Regions from separate parts of the Mus musculus genome. Here all the other regions are linked to region 1. A link is a contact called in public HiChIP or PLAC-seq and Micro-C data. All regions are on one chromosome and are shown on one strand. Each heading gives the region's core, a stretch centred on a gene start, on an enhancer-like site or on the middle of the called end of the contact. The rest is flanking DNA. Distances are from core to core; before and after follow the strand shown.

What was found. A called contact is a pair of places that touch in the nucleus more often than the background predicts. HiChIP or PLAC-seq counts read pairs in DNA pulled down with a chosen protein or histone mark.
Region 2: an H3K27ac HiChIP or PLAC-seq map of epiblast stem cells shows a contact between it and region 1, with 4 times the contacts expected there. The contact joins the promoter of Rps7 here to the enhancer-like site in region 1. A contact is called at or near these places in 5 of 39 promoter capture datasets (the C10 cell line, embryonic stem cells and liver), 13 of 115 datasets of contacts at active chromatin or transcription factors (T-cell acute lymphoblastic leukemia, embryonic stem cells, epiblast stem cells and 1 more) and 2 of 9 other capture datasets (adipose tissue and embryonic stem cells).
Region 3: an H3K27ac HiChIP or PLAC-seq map of stem cell-derived neural progenitor cells shows a contact between it and region 1, with 4 times the contacts expected there. The contact joins two enhancer-like sites. A contact is called at or near these places in 1 of 484 Hi-C or Micro-C datasets (forebrain) and 4 of 115 datasets of contacts at active chromatin or transcription factors (astrocytes, embryonic stem cells and stem cell-derived neural progenitor cells).
Region 4: a contact with region 1 is called in a Micro-C map of stem cell-derived neural progenitor cells, with 4 times the contacts expected there. The contact joins two enhancer-like sites. A contact is called at or near these places in 1 of 484 Hi-C or Micro-C datasets (stem cell-derived neural progenitor cells), 6 of 115 datasets of contacts at active chromatin or transcription factors (astrocytes, embryonic stem cells, epiblast stem cells and 1 more) and 1 of 9 other capture datasets (embryonic tail).

The regions. Positions count from the first base shown.
Region 1 is chr12:29,093,153-29,098,727 of GRCm38.p6, reverse strand. No RefSeq gene overlaps it. Among named protein-coding and RNA genes, the nearest start is that of Gm31333, 46 kb to the left of the region's middle. Within about 2 kb of position 2,502, at least 110 of the 459 cell types and tissues checked have an H3K27ac peak or open chromatin away from gene starts, as enhancers often do. A contact at or near this core is called in epiblast stem cells and stem cell-derived neural progenitor cells, where this site is marked.
Region 2 is chr12:28,633,201-28,638,775 of GRCm38.p6, reverse strand. It overlaps Rps7 (ribosomal protein S7), which reads left to right and starts at 2,823. Exons shown (of 7, transcript NM_011300.3): 1 at 2,823-2,920; 2 at 3,113-3,196; 3 at 3,289-3,360; 4 at 4,424-4,567; 5 at 4,944-5,008. The coding sequence starts at 3,122.
Region 3 is chr12:28,772,159-28,777,733 of GRCm38.p6, reverse strand. The region is part of intron 3 of Eipr1 (EARP complex and GARP complex interacting protein 1); the gene reads right to left. Gm46345 reads right to left here. Exons shown (of 2, transcript XM_017315316.2): 1 at 4,589-5,575; 2 at 623-4,498. The coding sequence starts at 5,013. The coding sequence ends at 3,970. Among named protein-coding and RNA genes, the nearest start is that of Gm46345, 8.0 kb to the right of the region's middle. Within about 2 kb of position 2,378, at least 14 of the 459 cell types and tissues checked have an H3K27ac peak or open chromatin away from gene starts, as enhancers often do. A contact at or near this core is called in stem cell-derived neural progenitor cells, where this site is marked.
Region 4 is chr12:28,814,513-28,820,087 of GRCm38.p6, reverse strand. The region is part of intron 3 of Eipr1 (EARP complex and GARP complex interacting protein 1); the gene reads right to left. Among named protein-coding and RNA genes, the nearest start is that of Gm46345, 50 kb to the right of the region's middle. Within about 2 kb of position 2,492, at least 117 of the 459 cell types and tissues checked have an H3K27ac peak or open chromatin away from gene starts, as enhancers often do. A contact at or near this core is called in epiblast stem cells and stem cell-derived neural progenitor cells, where this site is marked.

The sequences.
Region 1 (5,575 bases), core at 1,253-3,752:
CCATGTCCAAGACAACAGCTTAAGTCAATCTTTAATTGTTCTCTTGATTAGGTGCCCTGCTATACATACAGCATAAATATTAAACCATCTCTTGCCTCCAGGGATCTGTGGGTGTGAGAAATGTGGGCATTATTGATGTGACAAGTGGGTTTCTACAGCATTCGTGGAAAACAAGGATTTACATAAGATCTTTTTCATCCAGGGCCATGGGGTATCTTAGAGAGGATAATTCTTCAGGCAGTGATAGGATCAAAGCTCATCCATGATACCAGGATGGATGTGAAGAGCCCCAAAGCATGTACACACAGATACACACACACACACACACACACACACACACACACACACTCACACAAGCACTCAAACATGCATGTACACACAAGATGGTGGCATTCTGACCCCACAGATGTCTGATTCTAGGTAGCCAAGGTTCTAGGCAGCCAGCTGCAGTGAACAACACCCAGAGAGAGCACTATAGGACTCTGACAAGGGCTGACAAAAAGGGCTATGTCCAAAATGACAGCTAAGCCAGTTCTGTACCCCAATGTCCCTAAGCTAAACTAGGCCCCACATATAGCGGACCCCAGGTTCTGCCCTGGAGTCTCAAAGCAATTTCTGATCCAGGTGTCTAGGGTAGATGGGACACCAAAGGCAATGGGTGACCTTCACCTTGCACATAAACTTCCAGAGTGACAAAACAGGGGCATAACGGTATAGACCTTTAACCCCAGCACTTAGGAGGCAGAGGGGGCAAGTGGATCTCTATGAGTTTGAGGCTAGCCTCTTCTACATAGTGAAACCATGCCTCAAAACAGAGTACTGAAAGGACTGGTCAAGTGACCCACAGACCTTCTGTGCCTCTCTCACTAAATTACCTCTGTACCAACTGGCTCTGTAGAGACAGGTACAGACCTTCCCCTGTGTTCTGGAAGGAGACTACACAGTGAAGGAGAGAGAGGAGGGCAGTCCATTATGTCCTGAAGACACAAGTAGAGAATATGCATTTGGCTGAGCATTTTGCGGTCTGATGATACCAAAGACCTGTCACCTGTCAGAGGGGGTAGCATGCACATTCCCATCAATCTATCACTATAGAGGCTGAGCAGGTGAGGGCTCAAGTGCAAAGAGTCCTGGGCTGCACCAGACCTAAACTCACCAAAGGCTGGTATGCTGGTTGTTTTTAATGTGTGTCAACTTGACACAGTTAGTGTCATCAGAGAAGAAGCCTCAGTTGAAGAAATGCTTCCATGAGGTCCAGATATAAGACACTTTCTCAATTAGTAACCAATGTGGAAGGGCCCAGCCCACGGTGGGTGGTACCATCCCTGGGCTAATAATGGTCCTGGGTTCTATAAGAAATCTTGGGGGGGGGAGGGGTGGGGGGAAGAGAGCCAATAAATAGCACCCCTCCATGGCCTCTGCATCAGCTCCTGCCTCCAGGATCCTGCCCTGTTTGAGTTCCTATCCTGACTTCCTTTGGTGATGAACCTATGAAAATGTAAGCCAAATAAACCCTTTCTTCCCCAGTTTGCTTTTTGGTCATGGTGTTTTGTTGTAGCAATGAAAACCCTAACAAGGGCAGCTGAGAATGCAGCTCAGTGACAATAGGCAGGAGAGTGGAGCCTGGAAGTCTTCGTACAAAGCCTACAAAATTATCATATCTCCCCCCCCCCAAAAAAAACCCAAACTCACTGGCAGATATAAAGACTGGAATGCCCCTCGACATACACCCTGGACTTGTAACATAGAGAACTCACAGATGAAAGAGCACATTCTACAAATGTCCCAATCTTTTCTGCATGGGCACCTTTCGAGCCTCGAAACTTTCACCCTTGCTCCCTCCCACCTCCTCCCTTGGAAGTGTATTCTTCTGCAATAAATCCTACTGTGGCTTTGCTTGCCACCATCCATATGACTCTGTCCAATTCCCTGTCGCAGAGCACAAATGCCTGCAGATCCTGGCAGGTACCCTTTAAACCCCAATATCTACCAATATTAGCACAGCGTCTGCTGAGCATATGAAAGGCTCTGGGTTCATCCCCCAACACTGCAAAATAAATACATCCTTATAGACATGTATGCTTGACCTCGGGGTTTTCCTCGGAAAGGTGACAGGCACGATGCCACCGTGCTGATTATCCAGCTCTCAATCTAAGACCAATTAGTCCAGGGCCGGGGGCAGCCCCCAAGAAGGTCCAAATAGAAGCTCTGGTGGCCCTGCCTGGCTCTTCTCCCCACCTCATTCCTTGAAAATAAATTTAACTCGTCCCGAGACTGGATCTGCATCTGGCTTCTCCTCATGAAGATTTTTTTTCCTCTTCCTACCAAAAGGGTTCAAAAGTTTAGAGCTGATTTGTATTCTGAGCACCAGGCAGACTGCTGCAAATCCAGCTCTGTGGGGGAGGTTGATTGAACAGCCAGCCCGGGGCAGGCACCGCTCTCCAGAACTGGAAGGGCTTCCTGGGTGTCGCTGTTGCTCTCCCCTCCCCACATCTTAGCCTCTCTAACCCTCCTGTCCCTGCTGGGAGCTGCTGCTCTTTGTGATGATAACAGCTGATCCGCGGGCAGCAGTGGAATGCTGGGGAATCTCCAAGGAATTCCACCAGGGCTCTTTCAAGCACTTCATTTGCATACATTTGTATAAGTTATGCAGCGGTATACACTTCTCTTTAACATTGCACCCTAATGAAATCACTCAGATGGGCACATTAGAAATGGGATTTACTCTGGGAAGGCTGACCCTTTGCCTGTTAAATCATTTGAATGATCATTTGAATATATTTGCACCAGTGGCACAAGGAAAGCGCTCTGACTGGTGTTTTCAGAATTAATGAACCAACTTGGCTACCTTTGTGGGGAGGGCCTGGAGGCTTCTGTAAACAGTCTTAGGCACTTGGAATCTGAGACTAGGGTATCAGCCTCAGACCTAAAACATCCCCAGGAGTCAGAAGCCATCCTAGAAGTCTTCACACACAAACACCTTTCAGGGTCCCTCAGAGAACCTCTGCAGGGAGAGGAGGGCATGGGGAGAGTTGAAACAAATCAAACAAGAGGGCACAGTCCCCAGAGCTGTTGGTGCCCCACTATGGAAGGAGGATGCCTCAAGAGGAGGCTCTGCTGTATGGAGTGGCTGCCTCTTGCTGAATGGTAAGATCACAGCCTCAGCTCACTCAAGGGGTAATAGCAGGCCCAGCAGGGAGGTGACCAGAGGCTGATTATGCCCCAAGAAGCCAGCACAGCCAGCAGCTATCTATCCTGGAGGATTTAGGGAAAAAGAAAATGGGATTCAAAACTGTGCTGGAGGGGTAGCCTGGCAGAGAAGAATCTGTGCAGGAGCCCCCGTAGCAGAGAGTGATGGCAGCCACCTTACTGCTTTGTCTTTCACAATGCTTGTAATTTATTCTTCATGAAGCCTGAAGTGTGTGACCTGTTTCAGGTCATTCTGCTTATAGAGGACAGTTCAAGTCCCAAAGCCCCTCCTTGCATGCCTGCAGTGCATCCATTAGTCACGTAGGGGAGATCTTCTTCTACAGACCTTGCCCAGGTATGCCATGTTTTCCAGGGAAACATTACCTAGTGGGTAGCAATGGAATGTCCCCCGCACCCCCAGGCTTCTAGGAAGGCCCATTCCTGAGCCTTTTAGGAGGAATCAGCTTTAATCCCAAGGTCCTGTAGTTGCCTCTCAGACTAGCAGAAGGTCCATATTATCCCTCTCCAAGACAAAGACCAGAGAGCCTGTCTGCCAGGAGTCAGAACATACCCATGAGCTTCTGGCTAGGATACTATACCCGGAAGACTTCAAAACCACCAGTTGGCCTTTGTAGAGCAGCTGCAACCAGCACAGCTACAGGGCTCCCCTTCTAGAACAGAATGTAAGAATGTATCCTTTGACCAATTAACTTCACGGCTACTTTCTCCCCTGCAAAGCTGCCTTCTGGGATGCACCGGGAAGTTGTTTTATTTGTTGTTATGAGAAGACCACCAGAAATGACACAGCTTATAGTCAACTAAAGGTCTTTATTCCAGCTGGCTGGAACTATATTCAGGTATTGGGGGGTCCACAGGGGACCCCCAGCATTTAGAACAAGGGGCTAAACACCACTTCTGGTTATCTCACTCAGCAGCCGCACTGGGGAGGTTTACACAATCAGGCAGCGTAAACAAAGCTAAGATGTGTAGCTATCAACTCAGATTCCTAGAATAGAGTTGGATACTTTTCCAAGGGATTCTCCATCAAGGAGATCTAATTCTAGTTAACCCTGAAATGGCCTCAGCAAGAACACAAGATGGAGGTTAGCTGAGATGTGACAGAGGAAGATTGTGCAGAGGTTCCTCTATTTTATATTCTTGTTAAAGCCCCTTGCTCTAAATGGCACATACCGATGTCATGTTTGGGGTTGAAGTCACATGTTCTCTTTCATTTGGCGGGGATGAGGAGGATGGAGACAACGTCTCACTGTGTAGTCCTGACTGGTCTAGAACTTGCTTTGCAGATCAGTCTAGCCTTGGATTCCCAGAGATCTGCCTGCCTCTGCTCCCTGTGTGCTGGAATTAAAAGCATGAGTTCTACCTGTTCTCCTTCTAAAGCAAAGATCTGGTGAGGGGAGCAATAAGAGCTGGTTTCCAGGGTCAATTTGCCCCTCAGTGACCCAGAACTATGTTCCATGCTCTGTTAGTATCCTTGGTGGCACTGGAGCCCCCTGATCTGCCATCTACAGAAATGAGTTTTGACTGTCTAGAGGGGTCTTACTCTTTTCCCCAGGCAAAGACACTGGCCTGGGAAAAGGGCTTTGTGTATTATACGGGTGTGCAGCCACACACCATTGTACCTTCTGCCTAGTTGTGTGGGAATATAGACCTGACTGCTCTCTTTACAAGAGTGCCATGCACCAGGGCCTGTCTTGCCACAACAGCATTTTGGCTGTGAGTGAAATGGCAACATCTACTGCTGGTGTGAAAGGCCATCTAAACTGAGTTCCGATTCTACTAGAGGAACTTCTAGTGAGGTCTTGACCGAGTTACTTTTTCATTGCTGTAATAAACACCATGACCAAAAGAAACCTAGAGGAGAAGTCAGTTTATCTTGGCTAACAGTTCCAGCTGAGATTCAGTCCATCATGCCAGAAATGGCATAAGGCAGGAATGGGGAGCTGGCTGGTCATACTGCACTCAGGTAGGAGAGAGAGAGAGAGAGAGAGAGAGAGAGGCAGACAGACAAAGACAGAGGCAGACAGACACACAAAGAGACAAAGACAGATAAACATATACATCCTCTAGCAAGACTCCAGCCCCTGAAAGTCCCATAATCCCCCTCCCCCAAACGGCACCACCAAATAGGGACGAAGAGTCTAAATACCTGAGCCTACGGAGACATTTCTCATTTAAACTACCACACATGGCTTCTCACTGTACCCACTGAGGCACATAGCCTGGCAGAGTCATTTAGAGACCAGGGTCTCTGAGGTGGATACAAAGGCTGGCTGAACTGTGTGACCATGTCCCTGTTTGTGACTGTCCCTGTTTGTTTGACTCCTCAGTGAGTAGGACCTGTGCTTTGAGATCTAGTCTCTCAGAA
Region 2 (5,575 bases), core at 1,574-4,073, 460 kb after region 1:
GGGGAGGAAAATTAGTTTTCTCGAATGAAGTGACACTGGGTGTCCTAATCACTGCAGGGTGGGCCTCATGTTCAGGAGTAGTTGACGTATAATGTACTCCTCAGTTTGTGTGTGCTTTTATCTCATTACAGTCTGGTATTTTTGGTGTGTCTGGGGGCGGGGGCTGTTTTCCTGTTTTGGGGGACTTTGTTGATATATTAGGGTTTTGTTTTTTGAGAAAGAACTTAAAGTTGGGTGGGTAGGGAGGTGTATAGAGTCTGGAAGGAGTTGGAAGAATATAATCAAAATAAGTTTAAAGTTAAAATTTGTTTTAAATAATATATATTTATATGTATAATTTATATACATCTCATCAAAGAAGCTTCAATTTGACACATTTTTCAAAGACCCCTGAATGTCCTGAATGTCACTATACACACCAGGCTGGCTTCAAAGTCACAGGGACCTACCTGTCTCTACTTCCTGACCTCTGGACTGACTAGTGGTGAATGCTGCTACCCTCCTCTGCCTGAACCTTTAAAAATTAGAAAGATTGCAACCAGGTGGTGGTGGCGCACGCCTTTAATTCCAGCACTCAGGAGGCAGAGGCAGGCTGAGCTATATGAGTCCAAGGCCAGCCTGGTCTACAGAGTAAGATCCAAGACAGCCAGGGCTACACAGAGAAACCCTGTCTTGAAAAAAAAAAAAAAGACAAAAGACAAAAGACAAAACAAAGGATCTGGCTCGTAGTTGAGTAATAATTTCTCCACTCACCTTGACAGACAGTAAAACCCAAAAGGCTAAATAATCTATCTCTGCTCCAGAATGTGGTGTAAGGGTGAAATGTACCTGGTGCCAAGTGACTGGGTCCTAACTGCTCCTTCATGTCCCAGGGTAGTACTATCATCCCTTTCTTTCTTTTTTTAAATTTTATTTTATTTTATTTTATTTTTTGGTTTTTCGAGACAGGGTTTCTCTGTATAGCCCTGGCTGTCCTGGAACTCACTACCAGGCTGGCTTCGAACTCTGAAATCTGCCTGCCTCTGCCTCCCAAGTGCTGGGACTAAAGGTGTGCGCCATCATGCCCAGCTCTATCATCCCTTTCAAAGGCTTTCCTAACTCCCTAAAGTGTACATCTGTCCTCCTTACACTTTCGCACATTTTTTTGTTATGCAAGCCATAACAAAATATTGTATATTTATTTTTTAAAAAAATTTATTTATTTAATATACGTAAATACACTGTAGTTGTTTTTAGACACACCAGAAGAGGGCATCTGATCTCATTGCGGATGGTTGTGAGCCACCATGTGGTTGCTGGGATTTGAACTCAGGACCTTCAGAAGAGCAGTCATCGCTCTCTGACCCACTGAGCCATCCCTCCAGTCCTGTATATTTCATCATGTATTTACATAATGTCTTTACCAAACTGTGTTTTCCGTGATGACAAGGATTCACTTGGTTTTAGTAACCAGCTTCTAGGCTAAAACAGGCTATTCAACTACATGTGAATCAGGTGTGCTTGTATTGCCTGTCTAGAGCAGAGCCTCACAGGGCACATGAAGTTAGGGTGACAGTCAGCAGTGGTGGGCATTTCTTCAGTAAACATTGCTTTGATGAGTTTGTTGTTTCCCATCCTCAGATCTTTCTGACTTACTGTTCCTAATCTGTCTGTCTGTCTCTTTTTTTCTGACAATGCCCTGACTAAAGGAAATTGCTCCACTATAGAGAGTGCTCTCCCAGGGCTGTCTTCATTCTTTTTTTTTTTTTTTTTCTCCCTTTTGGTTTTTCCAGACAAGGTTTCTCTATGTAGCCCTGGCTGTCCTGTAGACCAGGCTGGCCTCAAACTCAGAGATCTGTCTGCCTCTGCCTCTCCCTCTCGAGTGTTGAGATTAAAGGTTCATTCTGTTTTAGTGTTTCTCACTGACCTGGCTTCCTTGCTCTCCCCACCTTTTAGGGCTTAACTGTCCCTGTTTTGCAGGTAGCCCAGGCAGGCAGAAGCCTGGCCTTCTACAGCTAACCCCACCGTCAGCTTCCGTTATTGGTACTCTCTGAAAATGGATTTTTTTTTTTTTTTTTTTTTTTTGAGACAGGGTCTCTATTGCAGCTCTGGCACTCGCAGACCAAGCCTGCCTTCACAGTGATCCCCGCCTCTGAATCCTGAGAAAAGGCATGAGCCACCATATTTAGCATTCTCGGCAGATGTTCAACAGGGCAGCTTCATACTTGTGAAGACAGGGGTTCCTGGACATGTTCTAGAATCGTCTGCTGTACCAAGCAATATACGTAAAAACCAGGAATTAATGACTATTAATTAACACTACCTCACTAATTTGATTCCCTATAGGAAGAGCTGAACACAAGTCTGATTCCCGCCCCAACCCCGTACCTCATTTTTTGATACATGGTTTGTATACGTAGCCCTGTCTGTCCCAGAACTCTCTTTGTAGACCAGGCTGGCCCCAAACTCAAGAGATCCGCCTGCCTCTGCCTCCCGAGTGCTGGGATTACAGGCGTGCGCCACCACCATGCTGATTCCCTTTCATTGTGTTAGCAGGAAACGCGGAGAAAGCTGGGGACTAATGAAACATTTGAAACGTCCCATCTTCGTGGGGAAGGAAGCTGCTTTCTTTCTTTTTCCTAGGGCCGTCCGGCCGCCACCACTCTGCCCAGGTCTCCAACTAGGGGAGCGGAGAATTTTCACCAACGGAGCCGAACGCTGACGACTACCGGGAACAAGCGAAACCGGCACGCTCATCCTCCCGCATTAGTTCCCAGTAGGGAACTATTTTCCGGTACACTCTAGGCGGTCCAACTCTTTTCAGAAGAGCTTCCGGTTTCCACCCACCTACTTCCGCTGTCCCCACCTCTTTTCTTCCGCCACCCGGATATGAGCCGTTCTCGCGAGAGCCGTCCCTCTTTCTAAGCCGGCGATCCGTCAGGTAGGTTCGCGGGCCGCAATGTGGCCGCGGTTTTTCGCAGAGTTTGGGGGAACAGACTCTTGGGGGGCGTCCGGGGCGGCAGAGCCTGCTCCCCGGGGTGGGATGCAGCGGATTATCCGCCTTGCGCCCGTAGATGGCCCCGGCTTTGGCGGCCCGCGCCCCAGGTGACCGGTGGCACCTTCCTCCCCTCAGGGTGAAGCCATGTTCAGCTCGAGCGCCAAGATCGTGAAGCCCAATGGCGAGAAGCCGGACGAGTTCGAGTCTGGCATCTCTCAGGTGAGCTTGTCGCCCGGGTGCCCCCCGCGATCGCGCTTGACCTCAGGGTCCCCTGACCCCCGGCATGGCGCCCACGTTCTCTGTCTCCCCAGGCGCTGCTCGAGCTGGAGATGAACTCCGATCTCAAGGCGCAGCTGCGGGAACTCAACATCACCGCAGCCAAGGTGAGCGGGGACCCCGGAGTGCGCTCGCTCGCTGCCCACGGGTGGTTGACAGCCTCTATTCCCGGGGCAAGAGACGGGAGGGCAGCAGACAGGGACTTCCAGTGCAGGCCAGTCTCACGCTTAAGTCCGTGCTGCCTTCTGCACTTGATTGCTGGACTTTTTTTTTTTTTTTTTTCTTTCCCCACTGACATTAACCTTAACTTTTTGGAAGTGTTTAGACCCAGTACCACTCGGTTGAGGATCAGTGGGTGTTTCTGAGTTTGGCGTTTGACAGGTGTTTCGTTTTTGTAAGTTAGTATTTTGCTTCTGTTAATGTACATGCACCTTGCGTGTTCCTGAAACTTGAATTACAAATGCTTGTGAGTGCTGGGAACTGAACCTGGGTCCTGTGCCCTGAACTACCACTGCTCAGCCACCCAGGGAGAGTGTTAATTTTATTGAGTTTTTTGGTCAATTTCATAGTGTTGGAAAGTTTTGAATTTGGAGAAGAGCCTTACATCAGAGATACCCAGGCCATGGTGAATTTAAAGTTGACCTTTCTAGATGGTTCAATCATGTTGGGAGATCCTGAGGTGGCACATGGCCAGAGTCATGGTCTGATCAGACTCACCAGACAGAATCTCTTCTAACCTAGGCTGGTCTCCCGACTTGGATTGTAGTTGAGGCTAGCCTTGAACTCCGTCCTCCTGCCTCTACCTCTCCAGTGCTAGGATGATGGACATATGGACATAGCTCTCTGCTGGCCTTTTGGTGTCTCTTGTAGAGTCACCGGGATTGTGCGATGGAGGCTCCACCTTAGAACCTCAATATGAGCGTCATGGTTTAACTTGCGAACCCCTAGGCTATGTCCAAACCACAGGAGAATGTTTGAGGGGGGAGTTGTTTGCTGGTTGTGGCAGAGCATATTAATCTTAGCACTTGGGACTACAAGGACTACAAGGACTCTGCCTCAGAAGGGGGCGGGTCCTTGATTCAGGTGGTATTTGGCTGTGAGTGGTGCCATTTGAATGAGGAAGATGGAGGTTAAGGACTGAAAAATGACACAGACATTTTTTCCTCCCAGGAAATCGAAGTTGGTGGTGGTCGGAAAGCTATCATAATTTTTGTACCAGTTCCTCAGCTTAAATCTTTCCAGAAAATCCAAGTCCGGCTAGTTCGTGAATTGGAGAAAAAGTTCAGTGGCAAGCACGTGGTCTTCATTGCTCAGGTATCCATCTGCTCAGTTGCCCCTCTTCAATTCCTGGGGCTTAAGTTCTGTTGGTGAGGATGCTGTCAGCCCTGTTGGTGGAAAGCTCAGCCTAGGGTGTTGGGGTGAGAGTGGGAAGTCTGCTGGTCTGGGAGTAGCAGGCTGGAGGGGCTGGTATGGGACAGTGCTTGAGTTCAGGATTGGCTTTGGTGCAGTGTGCAGGGTGAATGAAGTAGGGCTGATGGGAAAGAGGAATGCTGCTGGCAATTTGTGCTGAGTGGTGGGCTGTTGTGAAGGTGGCGACATGGGTATTTTTGTACTTAAAGTAGTTGAGATTTGTTGGCTTTATTATTAGCTCATTGTTTTGTGTTTATTTTTATTATAATTCACTTTAAAGAGGAGGATTCTGCCCAAGCCAACCCGGAAAAGCCGTACGAAAAATAAGCAGAAGCGCCCCAGAAGGTGAGTGTTCCGTTGCCTCGGCCATGCGCCCACACCTCACAGTGCCTCAGGACGGGGAGTCTCCTCATTCCCTGTGTGTTGGGATTCATTCTAGATAGAACGTTTAAGTGGTTCACATACATACACTATGTGGTGTCTGTTGTAAGTCACTGGTACCACACAGGTGAGGCTTGATTTATTCTGTGGTCAAAGGAGAAAGTATTTTTTTTTTTTAAGATATCTCTTTGTAGCCCATGTGTCCTAGAACTTACTCTGTAGACCAGGCTGGCCTTGAACACTGAGATCCATCTGCCTCCCAAAGGTTGGGATTAAAGGTGTGTGCCGCCATCACCACCTGGCTAACTATTTAGTTCTTAATTGGGGATAAAAATTTGTTTGTGGCTGAGGTGCTGGGATGGTTTTGTTGTGTGGCAGGCAGAGCATGGGTGGGTTTCCTGGTGCTAGGCTGACAAGGCTACATCATTGCTCTTTAAAGGTGATGGTCTCTTCACACATCAGTCATTGGACTTGGGCCTTCTGTTGATGCTGTAATTATATCAGACTGTCCCTGCAGACCCTCACCGCCAA
Region 3 (5,575 bases), core at 1,129-3,628, 320 kb after region 1:
TTACCATGCATGTGAGCATAGCACACACACACACACACACACAGTATAACTTTTAAAAAGCAGGCATTGAACGAAGACCAAAGTGTGGACACTTTACCCTTTCTTAGAATTGGGAACAAAACACCCATGGAAGGAGTTACAGAGACAAAATTTGGAGCTGTGACGAAAGGATGGACCATCTAGTGATTGCCATATCCAGCGATCCATCCCATAATCAGCTTCCAAACGCTGACACCATTGCATACACTAGCAAGATTTTGCTGAAAGGACCCAGATATAGCTGTCTCTTGTGAGACTATGCCGGGGCCTAGCAAACACAGAAGTGGATGCTTACAGTCGGCTATCGGATGGATCACACGGCCCCCAATGGAGGAGCTAGAGAAATTACCCAAGGAGCTTAAAGGGAACTGCAACCCTATAGGTGGAACAACAATATGAACTAACCAGTACCCTGGAGCTCTTGTCTCTAGCTGCATATGTATCAAAAGATGGCCTAGTCGGCCATCACTGGAAAGAGAGGCCCATTGGACTTGCAAACTTTATATGCCCCAGTACAGGGGAATGCCAGGGCCAAAAAGAGGGAGTGGGTGGGTAGGGGAGTGGGGGGGTGGGTATGGGAGACTTTTGGGATAGCATTGGAAATGTAAACGAGGAAAATACCTAATAAAAAAATTTTTTAAAAAAAGCAGGCATTAACTAGGTAACCCATAATTTGTTATCAGATAAAGTACTTGTCTTCATGTCTGACACCGAAGCACTGAAAAGTATCACTGTGTCCTTGTTGCCACCACCATTTTCATTGACATTGCGAGGCTCCTTGTGTGTAAAACAAGAATAATGGAAATAAGGAAAGTCATGTGACTTGTCCTGCTTACCCTCTGAGCTTCTCATAGCCGCTTCAGTCAGGCCACTCTGCAGTCTTCCGCCCTCACCAGACAATGCTGTCCACTCTAGGTGGGGCCACAGAGCCATTTAGACAGGCCTTTAGCATCACTACTTTCGGTCCACATACATCAAGAGACTTGGAAATGAGCTAGAGATAGGGAATTCATTTCTTTATGCTATGTTTATCACTAACTATTGATTAAAACAGGCAGCATTGAAATTTTAAAGAGAATAAAATTTAGGCTATTCATACCCAAAAGGAGGCCTCATCCAATTAACATAATGACTGTTTGCCAAGATCACAACCACAGGGACCTGGGGGAGTTGACGTGGGGTGGATATCTCATCTCTCACCACAACAAGTGGTGTCAATGAATCAATATATACAAACTCCAAACCAAAAGAAGTCTACGAAAAGTACCATCCAATGTCCATGCAGGGACACACTTAACTCTCCATCCCCTCAGTTCCTCCCAGGGCAGTCATCTTCAGCACACAGCTCTTCCAGAGAAGGCAGCTCAACCAATGTGACATTTGCTTATCCCAGAAAGACTAAGACTCATTAGATAAGGAAATGAAATTCATGCTAATTCAGTCAGGAATAAGCTGCACATTAAGAGTTGCTCAAAGTCTTCATCACCTAGTGATGTCACCACACAACACATAACTCATGTGAGTACTGGTGTTTCATGCCACATACAACGACACACTCCAGTGAAAATTAACTGTTTCTGGTTTATGTATTTACCACACTAATTTTTCATCTTCTTACCAAAGAAACACACATAGTGTTAAACAGACTACCGTGTCAGTGGGCAGCAGCGTTTTGATTGCACCACATCTTGGGCTAGATTTAGCCTTAAGTTTTTCTGTATTTGGCGCTAACAGAAGCAGGCTCTATGTCGTCCTCATGCCCTGTAGCCTGATGCCTGTGAGGCCACACCACCTAGGGTATGTAAGCACTCTCTGTGATGCTATGACGAGATCACCCGGCCACACAGTTCTCAGAATGTGCCTGCGCTGTTGAGTAACATGCTGCATTTAGGTTTAAACTTAAATATAACATGCTTCCTTTCAGAGCATACTGTAGTGTGAAAACTAGGATGGAATTGCAGACAAGGTCTGGCAGTGCTGAGACACTCACATTCAACATCTGAGGAAGGCAGGGGTTCTAAAAAGAAGCTGCCACCAACAGACTAATAGGGAGGGTGCCTGGGAGCCCCAGCACGGGAAGAGCCCCAAGGGTCTCCAGAGTGACAGGTCCTCAGCAGTAAGCTCTTGATTCTTCTCTCTTTTTCAAAGAACTCTTTCTTGGCCCAAGATCATGAGAAAAGCTAGCCCTGCCGTTTCCAAGTATATATTACCTTAAAACAAAGTTGTTATTCAGTCTTAATATCTGCTCAGCAAGCACGAAGGGAAGTAAGCAACGACAGAAGCCAGCACGCTTCAGAGATATGCAGCAGGGCCCCACGTGCAGCCAGGCATCCTCTGCTCCCACATTTAATTAGCATCCCCTCGACAGTGATCCTCATGGACTCTAATTGTTCTCCCTACCTCTCCCGGGTGCCATTCTCAAAGGACTCTTGATCATTTCATCTCAGAATTCTGGTTTTATAGAGAGAAGCCTTAAGATACTCTCTACCCAGGAAACCCTTCTTCTCTTAGCTCATTTTCACCAAGCAATCATTTAAATTGAAAAACATAATTCTTTTCTAACGTGGCACAGAGATAAAGGGGAAATGGTGGCTTTTAACAGGAGGTTGTACCTTGACCCGTGGATGTGGCCATTACTGTAATCAGAGCACTCAGGGTACTGGGACCAGCAGGGTATTGTGGATCACCTGCCTCAGCAACTCCAGGCTACAGATAAACTGAGCCAGAGAGACTCAAGCAGGAGAGCCCCTGGGATGTCCCTCCATGCTCCTCTGAAGAAGCTACATGCTCAACAGCAGGAGACACAGATGCAACAAGCATGGCTTAACTTCCCTCCCCAGCACTGCAGGAGGCCGCATTTCATGGATCCACGCATAAAGCTCAAGTGATAGCAGTTGCTCTGAAAAAACCATTTCACAGCCTCTAACCCACAGAGTGGGCAGTTACCTTTACCTCATGAGAAGACACAGCATTCAAATCACACCATTGCTGCTGGTCACATCTGTCTGTCCCTCTGGACCACATGCTCTGGAACCCTGTATTGGGGCTGTGTGTCCTCTCTCTGTCCTAGACACTACAGCTACACCTTCCTCACAGACCTGTCACAGGGCTCAATAATCCTTTCATTGCTTAAAATCAATACGGTTGACACTAGAAAAAGATATACCAGATCTACCCTATGGATCTGGCCCCTACGCTACAGCTGCCCTAAGAGTTCTGTGCTGCCTTTTAGAAGCTCCTGCTGACATTGCAGAAAGGCTTCATGAATAAGGTGTGCACATGGAGATCTAGAGGGTGAAGGCATACCACATTCCAGGTTCTGGCCAGACCACCTACCATATTCTAGCCATCCCAAGTACTAACGGCCCCTAGTACTGAGGAACCATCTATGAATTCCTGTGGTTTAGGAGTCAGGAATTAAATTCTCTACAGATCTGTGCCAACCCCATGAATGTACCCTGGCCACAAGAAGGGAGATGGCAGGAGTCAATCCAAGTCTGAGACACGTCTTGCATGCAAAGTCTGAGAGTCAGAGCACACTTCTACAAGGGTCAGAAGAGAAGGTTTCAGGAATGGCATGTGGCCATTCAGAGCAGCAGTAAAGATTGAGGCCACCAGAACACATAATGTGGGGACCCTGTGATGGGCCACAAGCAAGGACACAGTGTCAGGACAATGGTGCCCTCTACTGACTGTGAGATCACTGCTACATGGGTATCAGCAAGGATAGTATCAGCAAAAGCAGAACACACCACACACACTCACACACAGACGCTTATGTCAATGTATGGGTGCACATGTGTAAAAGAACACCATAAAACACATACTACACACAGTACACACATGGACAGTATGAACACACACAATACATGCTAAGTCGGAAAAATAAAAATGCTTTTAAAGCAGGATAGTTGGGTCTGGAGATATGGCTCAGCATGCCATAAGAGAGAGCACTTGCTGCTCTTCCAAAAGACTGGAGTTCAATTCCCACCTACCTTGGTAGCTCATAAGTGCATGTAACTCCAGTTCCAGAGGCTCTGGTGTCCTCTTCTGGTTTCTAAGGACACCCACACACATATGGCAGATATTCAGAGACACATGTACACATAAAGATAAACTAAATCTTAAATACATAAAACAGCAAAGTCTTTTCACTGGCATGTGTGCTTTCCTTCTCCTGTGAACTGTATGAAAACCTTGTGATGGACACGGACCTTGTGATGGACACAGACCTTGTGATGGACATGAACCTTGTGATGGACACGGACCTTGTGATGGACACAGACCTTGTGATGGACATGGACCTTGTGATGGACATGGACCTTGTGATGGACATGGACCTTGTGATGGACATGGACCTTGTGATGAGCACGGACCTTGTGGTGAACACGGACCTTGTGATGGACATGGACCTGTGATGAACATGAACCTTGTGATGGACATGGATCTTGTGATGGACCTTGTGATGAACATGGGCCTTGTGATGGGCATGAGCCTTGTGATGGACATGGACCTTGTGATGGACATGGACCTTGTGATGAGCACGGACCTTGTGATGAACATGGGCCTTGTGATGGGCATGAGCCTTGTGATGGACATGGACCTTGTGATGGACATGAACCTTGTGATGGACATGGACCTTGTGATGAACATGGACCTGTGATGAACATGAACCTTATGATGGACATGGACCTTGTGATGGACATGAACCTTGTCATGGGCATGGACCTTGTGATGGACATGAACCTGTGATGGACATGAATCTGTGATGGACATGGACCTTGTGATGGATATGGACCTTGGGATGGATATGGACCTTGTGATGGACATGAACCTTGTAAGTGAACATGAAGGCAGCCCAAGAGGCAAAATCCTCGTAAGGCTTAAAAGTCTACCGAAAACATATTTTGAGAAAGACAGACTACAAAAAGGTCTGGCAGACCAAAGGCAGTGAAATCTGTGAGTGCATATCATCACTGCCTTTACTTGAGTGACTGAACTTTTTCCAGATGGCAATAACACCACTTTTAGGATGAGCAAACAATCAAGACCTGTTATTTGTCACCACTGTCCTCAGGCCCCACCAGCAATTTGATACCATGTGCTAAGTACTCACAAGTTCTGTGTGCTGTCTACTATGGAAATATCTCCCCTTTGCTCATAGGGGCACATGCTCCTTAAGGAGTCATCAGTACAAGGGCTGGGGACGCAGCTCAAAAGGAACAAGATTTGCCTCACATGTGTGAGGTCCTGAATTCAGTCCCCAAGACTGCTAAAAAACTGATTAGTGCAAAAAGGTAGGGCTGGCCTTTCTATCTTCACTATCTTCAAACACCACCCTAAGTTTGAAAACTTTTTTTTTAGTCTTTACAGGCAATGGCTAAATACAGACCCACAGTGCACAAACCCCTTTGGATAACCTGTGACAATATGTGCCTACACATTCATCCTGGCAGAGATATAAGCAAAGACAGATGAGTCACAGTTTGGTGGTAACAATCCTCAGGTTTCTTTATCTTATTACAAGTTCTTGCCC
Region 4 (5,575 bases), core at 1,243-3,742, 280 kb after region 1:
ATCCACATCAGGCAGCTCACAACCACTCCAGCTCTAGGGGATCTGACACCCTTTCCTGGCCTTGAAAGATACACACATGGCATATATAGATATACACAGACACTGGACACACAGGCACACACACACATACACACACATAAATAATTTTTTTAAAGGAATTAAAAGTCACTCAGTGTACTTTGGCTGGGGACTAGGCTAGGGGTTACAACAATTTTAGAGAAAATCCTGAATGTGCTTCTGCTCTTCTATACTATGTTGTTTTTTCAAAGCTGCCTTCTTAGCATTGATCATGATGATCATGAAACCAAAATACTGATCAACTTTGAAAATTTCAAAGATGCTCCAATATCAAGTATTCACTCAATATTCAATTCTCTGTGTAAAATAAATAAATAAGTACACCCACTTCATATGTGGGGTTTTTTTCATCTTTTTTTTTGTTTGTTTTTGTTTTTTGTTTTGTTTTGTTTTGTTTTTCGAGACAGGGTTTCTCTGTGTAGCCCTGGCTGTCCTGGAACTCACTTTATAGACCAGGCTGGCCTCAAACTCAGAAATCCGCCTGCCTCTGCCTCCCAAGTGCTGGGATTAAAGGCATGCGCCACCATGACCAGCTGGTTTTTTTCATTTTTAATATATTAAATTGTACATACACCAAAGAATTGTTTTAAAAGCAATTTCTTTATGAATGTGAAACGCTTGATATGTGAAACTATTTCATATACCTAAGGTAGCATACATATTTCTTAGGCAAAAAGGGGGGCTAAAGTGGAAAGGTACAGCAACCTTTCCCCCAGATGGATGTGAACAGCGAGCCAGTTAGCAGAGACACAGCTGGAAGGTGAATTCCTAGGGCTAGAGGACAACACTGTGTCTGACCAGGTTCTTTGTGCAGTGGACACAGCAAACCTTATTAGACACTTTCCAAATGTTGCAATTCAGCATTTCTCACTCCCAACACCAAACTGCCAGCCCTGAAACAGTACACAGGAGCAACACCGTACAGACTGAGCAGGGAGTATTTAGTATGTATGAATATGCATGCAACAATAAGAATAAAAAAGGACATATCTGAAAGAGAGCAAGGAGGGGGTGTGCGGAATAACCACTGGAGGGAGGAAAGGGAAAGAAAGAAATGCTGTGATTATATTATAAACTCAAAATTAAAGGAGAAGTGTTGGGAAGCAATACGTTTCTCTAAAAATTAGTAAGAAAAAAGCAAAAATGACTGTCAAGTATATGTAAATTTATTTTGAAAAATTATAACTTCTGTTTCAAAGCTTATACTGAAATTTTAATGGGTTCAAGAATGTCCAAAATTACTCACAGAAAGATGTTAACACACAAACATACCAGGGAGACAAGAAAGCTGCAGGTGTCTCACTCCAGCAGCAGCTGCCCGCACCATGGCCCTGGAGATAAAACCACAGCTTAATGAGAACTGTGGTGCCAGTCCCAGGAACCAGTGGGCACGACAGGAAACTGCATCCTCAGAAGCAGGTGAAATTTAAGGTAAACAGAGCTAAGCAGGGAATACAGGAGGGATGCCACAGAGACACACAAATTGGTTCTGAAACTCTGAGGATTTCCATAGCTGCATGCATCTCAGCAGAGCAGTCAGTGCACATCCAGTGGATATCAAAGAAGCAGAGGTACTTTCAAGGAGGAAAGCCCACCTTCAGAAGCAATGGGCTCTAATAAGCAAGGAGGCATTGATTGGGCTTTTATCTCTGTTGTAACACATGCCTGAAATAAGGTCCTATGATGTAACCACCTGGGCAAGAGTAATACTACCATGTCTAGGAGCTTGCAGAGGGCATTAGGCACAGACGCTGTATAAAACAAAGCCTTGACATGGCACAAGAGATAAGGTCTGTGTGCAAACGAGACAGCATCCCAGGCACAGCCTCTGGACAGAAGCAGGCCACCACAAGGAAACAGGATCTGCATTAAAACCAAGCTAGGGCACTAGGCCTTGGCCCTATATAAAGCTAAGCTTGGGAGCCAGGCACAGCCTCTGTATTCAAGCATATCATAGCACTGGTGCACACAGCAACTCTGTCATGTTGATACAGAGCCAGAGAGCCACAGGATAGCTAAGCTAGAAAATTCAACTGTCACTCAATAACCTGACCTCTCTATTTTAGCAATGAGGAAACTGAGGCTAGATGCAGGTAACCGACTCTTCCAAGTTCACAAGGTTCGTTATATTCCCGGCATCAGGAATAAAATAGAGACTCTTGCCTCAGAAAAGTCCACTGCTTTAAAAGAGAAAATACTAAGTTATGTCTTTAAGACCAATTTGATGCTTCTATTTTTTATATGAAACACAAGAGCTAAAAGCACTTAATGAGATAAAAAGATAATCAGGGCAAAATGAATAGAAGAGGCATACTTGAGGCGCCAACTGTATCCATGGAGTGTGCTGCGTGCTGTAAGGGATTAGAGTCAAAAGGCTTAGAGGAATTCAAAGGAGATTAGAGCCTTTGTGGGCTGAATAGCAGCTGCAGCCAGCTTGCTAAAGGGCTAACAATGCCCTGGCTGGGGACGTGGTGTGATCCCCAGCTGGAGGAGGAGGAGGCTTCCACGGCTGCTGCATAATGAGCGGATTCAGAGTCTAAGGGCTATTTTTAGAGACTCCAGCCACCTCAGCATCTGCTGCAGACCAGGCAGGTGAGTGAGATGAAATCCGGTCGAGGCAATCACCTGACACAGGCACAGCTCTTGCTGTACATTGAGTGCCCTGGCACCTGAGATTAAAAATACATTCTCCAGTGGCCTCCACAGTGCTTCAGAGATGTGGTCACATGCAGAATGCACAATAAGTATGAGGGACGCACAGACTGACGCTAGAGAGGGGACAGGGCTGTAGGTATCCCGGCATGACACCAGGTCTGTCCCTCTCCAGGAAGACGTAACAGGGCACAGACATCTCTCAAGTTTCTGTGCAGGTGACAGGTGCACAAGTTCCTGCTCACAGTGCAAAGACTGGTTGGGAAGTGAGTGTGACAGAGAAAGGGTACTGTCAGCAGTTCTACCCAGCAGCTCTGCTGCACTCGAGCACCACACGATTCACTGCAGGTGCCAGCAGAGCACTGTCCTAAGTGGTCAGGGAACAGCCATGGCCTTTTGCTCCATTCTTCACCTGAGACAAGTCACATACCAAGCCCTCAGTCTTAGGAGGACCCCAGTTCTCTCAGAGAAAAGAAGTAGCTAGACCTGTAAGCAATGCCTCTAGGACCACGGACTCTGCCCATTCCTACAGACTTGAGCACAGAGTACACATAAGTCTGTGCTCAAGTGGGACTGCAGGGCTCTGTCTCAAATCCAGCTCACAGAGGCTTAGTCCAACCTGCACTTACTTCCCTGATTCCTGAGTGTGTATCAAAAAAGATGGCCCAGTCAACAGCAAGGCCAATCCTTTCTCCCTGGCAGCATCCCATCTTTGGTATGCAGGAGAGCCAGTCATCTGAAGGGGGACAGGAAAGTCCCAAGAAGTTTAGCTTAGAAAAATGCCAGTCAAAGGCACCAGACACTCCATCATGGGTGGCACAGAGCAAGGCCCCCATAACTCATGAGCTGGCTGCTGCCTTCTTTCCCAGCCCCAGGGCAGAATCTGTTGGCCTGAGCACAAAGCCTTTAGAGAAAGATGCAAATAGCCAGGTTCTCCAGCAGGGTGTGCAGTCCAGGTGTGCCACAGCTACACAAAAGAAAGCAAGATTTAATATTGAGATTGATGCAGCCCTTAATTTTCACCAGAGCAGTTTGAAAGGGTCCTCAGAGCCACCTATTACCTAGCAGGGTCAGGTACACACACATGTCCTGCTACAGACTATATCAATCCTTGGGTTCTCCACAAAAGCTGGCCAGAGGCTGAGAGAGTGAGTACTAGTCAAGTCTGGCCTATTCTGTATGTCCATAAGTTAAGATTGGTCAAAAGGGCAGGAGAAAGAATGTGGGACCATGTGGCCTTCAAGCCTCAAGTATTGACTCTTTGGCCTTTCCAGCTGCTGTATCCACATCCTGTTACCAACTTCCAGTTTCAGGCAGTAACCTTGCTAGCACCCTCTGTTCTGTACACACTGCAGAGGGCTTACTGCTCTTAAGAGAGACACCGAATGGAGACTGTAGGGAGAAAGGCTAGAACAATGTGGGCCTTTAAGTGGGTCTCTATCCTAGGCCTCTCTGTACCCTCTGCTTTGGTCTACTCAGTTATTCCCAAGCCTCTCTACACAGAGACAGGGTAGATAGCTTCTTGTCCACACCAGCCCTAGAAGGCCTTGTACCCATTCCCACTGGTGGCTGCCAGGGGGTTCCCAAGCTTCTGCACCCCATGGACTTTTGGAAAGCGGTCAATGGCTTGCCCAGAAGAGGCAGACAAGCTCTGGATTGTTCTGGCCCCAGGTTCTTTGCCCTCCTGGACCTGGACGACACTACTCCACAGGCTCAGCACTGTCTCAAGGTCCCTTTTCCTCAGGTATCCTGGCATGATACTAAAGTCCCCTTCTGCACGAGGGCAGCTACTTTCCTCTCTAGTAATTCTTCACTGAACTTTCCTGTTTACGTTGCCTTCTGCTTTACACCCAAACCAGAACACACAGATCAGCAGGGGGCCAAGCCCTCATATTACCTGGTTAACAGCAGCCACAGGGAGAGGAGGGGTTCCTCAGATGCCCAAGGAAAACAGGTCCACAGGGTGACAAGAAGGCCCCATGACTTTCCAGCACTATTACAATTGACCTGGAGCAGCATGGGGCACTTTTGTCACTAAATAGCCAACTACTTGTGGCCTTTTTGGGTCTGGAAGGTACCACTTGCTGACAGTGGAGCTCCACCCAGCGGCCTTCAAAGCTGGTAGCTACTCTTGAATCTTAGCAGGCAGCTATCATACTGACATCCACAGAGTCAGGGAGCAAACCTGGACGCCTTCAATGGAATAAACACAGCCAGATGCTGAGGTCTTAGAGCCAAGTAGTGAGTGTCCTTTACACTCACCTTCTCCTGTCAAGGAACGGTCCAAGCCAGACATGGCAACAGACACCTGCAACTCTAGTACGTGGAAGGCTATTGGCTGATCTAACCCTGGTCCTACTTAAAGAGAAGAAACTCCACAACACAGGGAGGACCACGTCACATGGTGAGTGTGGGCAACCCTGTTGGGAGCTATTAAGACAACTCTATTGTCTTGATCTCCGAATTGGGCCTCTCCCCCCCCCACCCCCCCCAGAAGAAAAGGGGATCAAAAGTGGGCCACCGAAGCACCGTTCTGAGAACAACCACAAAATGTTCCAACCCTAAGTCAGCGCCAGATGTTCTGACCACAAGATGTACCCTGATACCACCAAGTTCCTGCTTCCCTGTGTAGTTGCCAAAAGAAAAGTTTCCGCTGCCCCATCCCTCCTGCTGAGAAGTACTTCCTCCTTAGCTTGTGCATTTCCGCTGCCCCATCCCTCCTGCTGAGAAGTACTTCCTCCTTTGCTTGTGCATTTCCACTGCTCCATTCCTCCTGCTGAGAAGTGCTTCCCCTTTTGCTTGTGCATTTAAGCCTTGAGCCTTGCTGAATACAGAGAGACCTTGA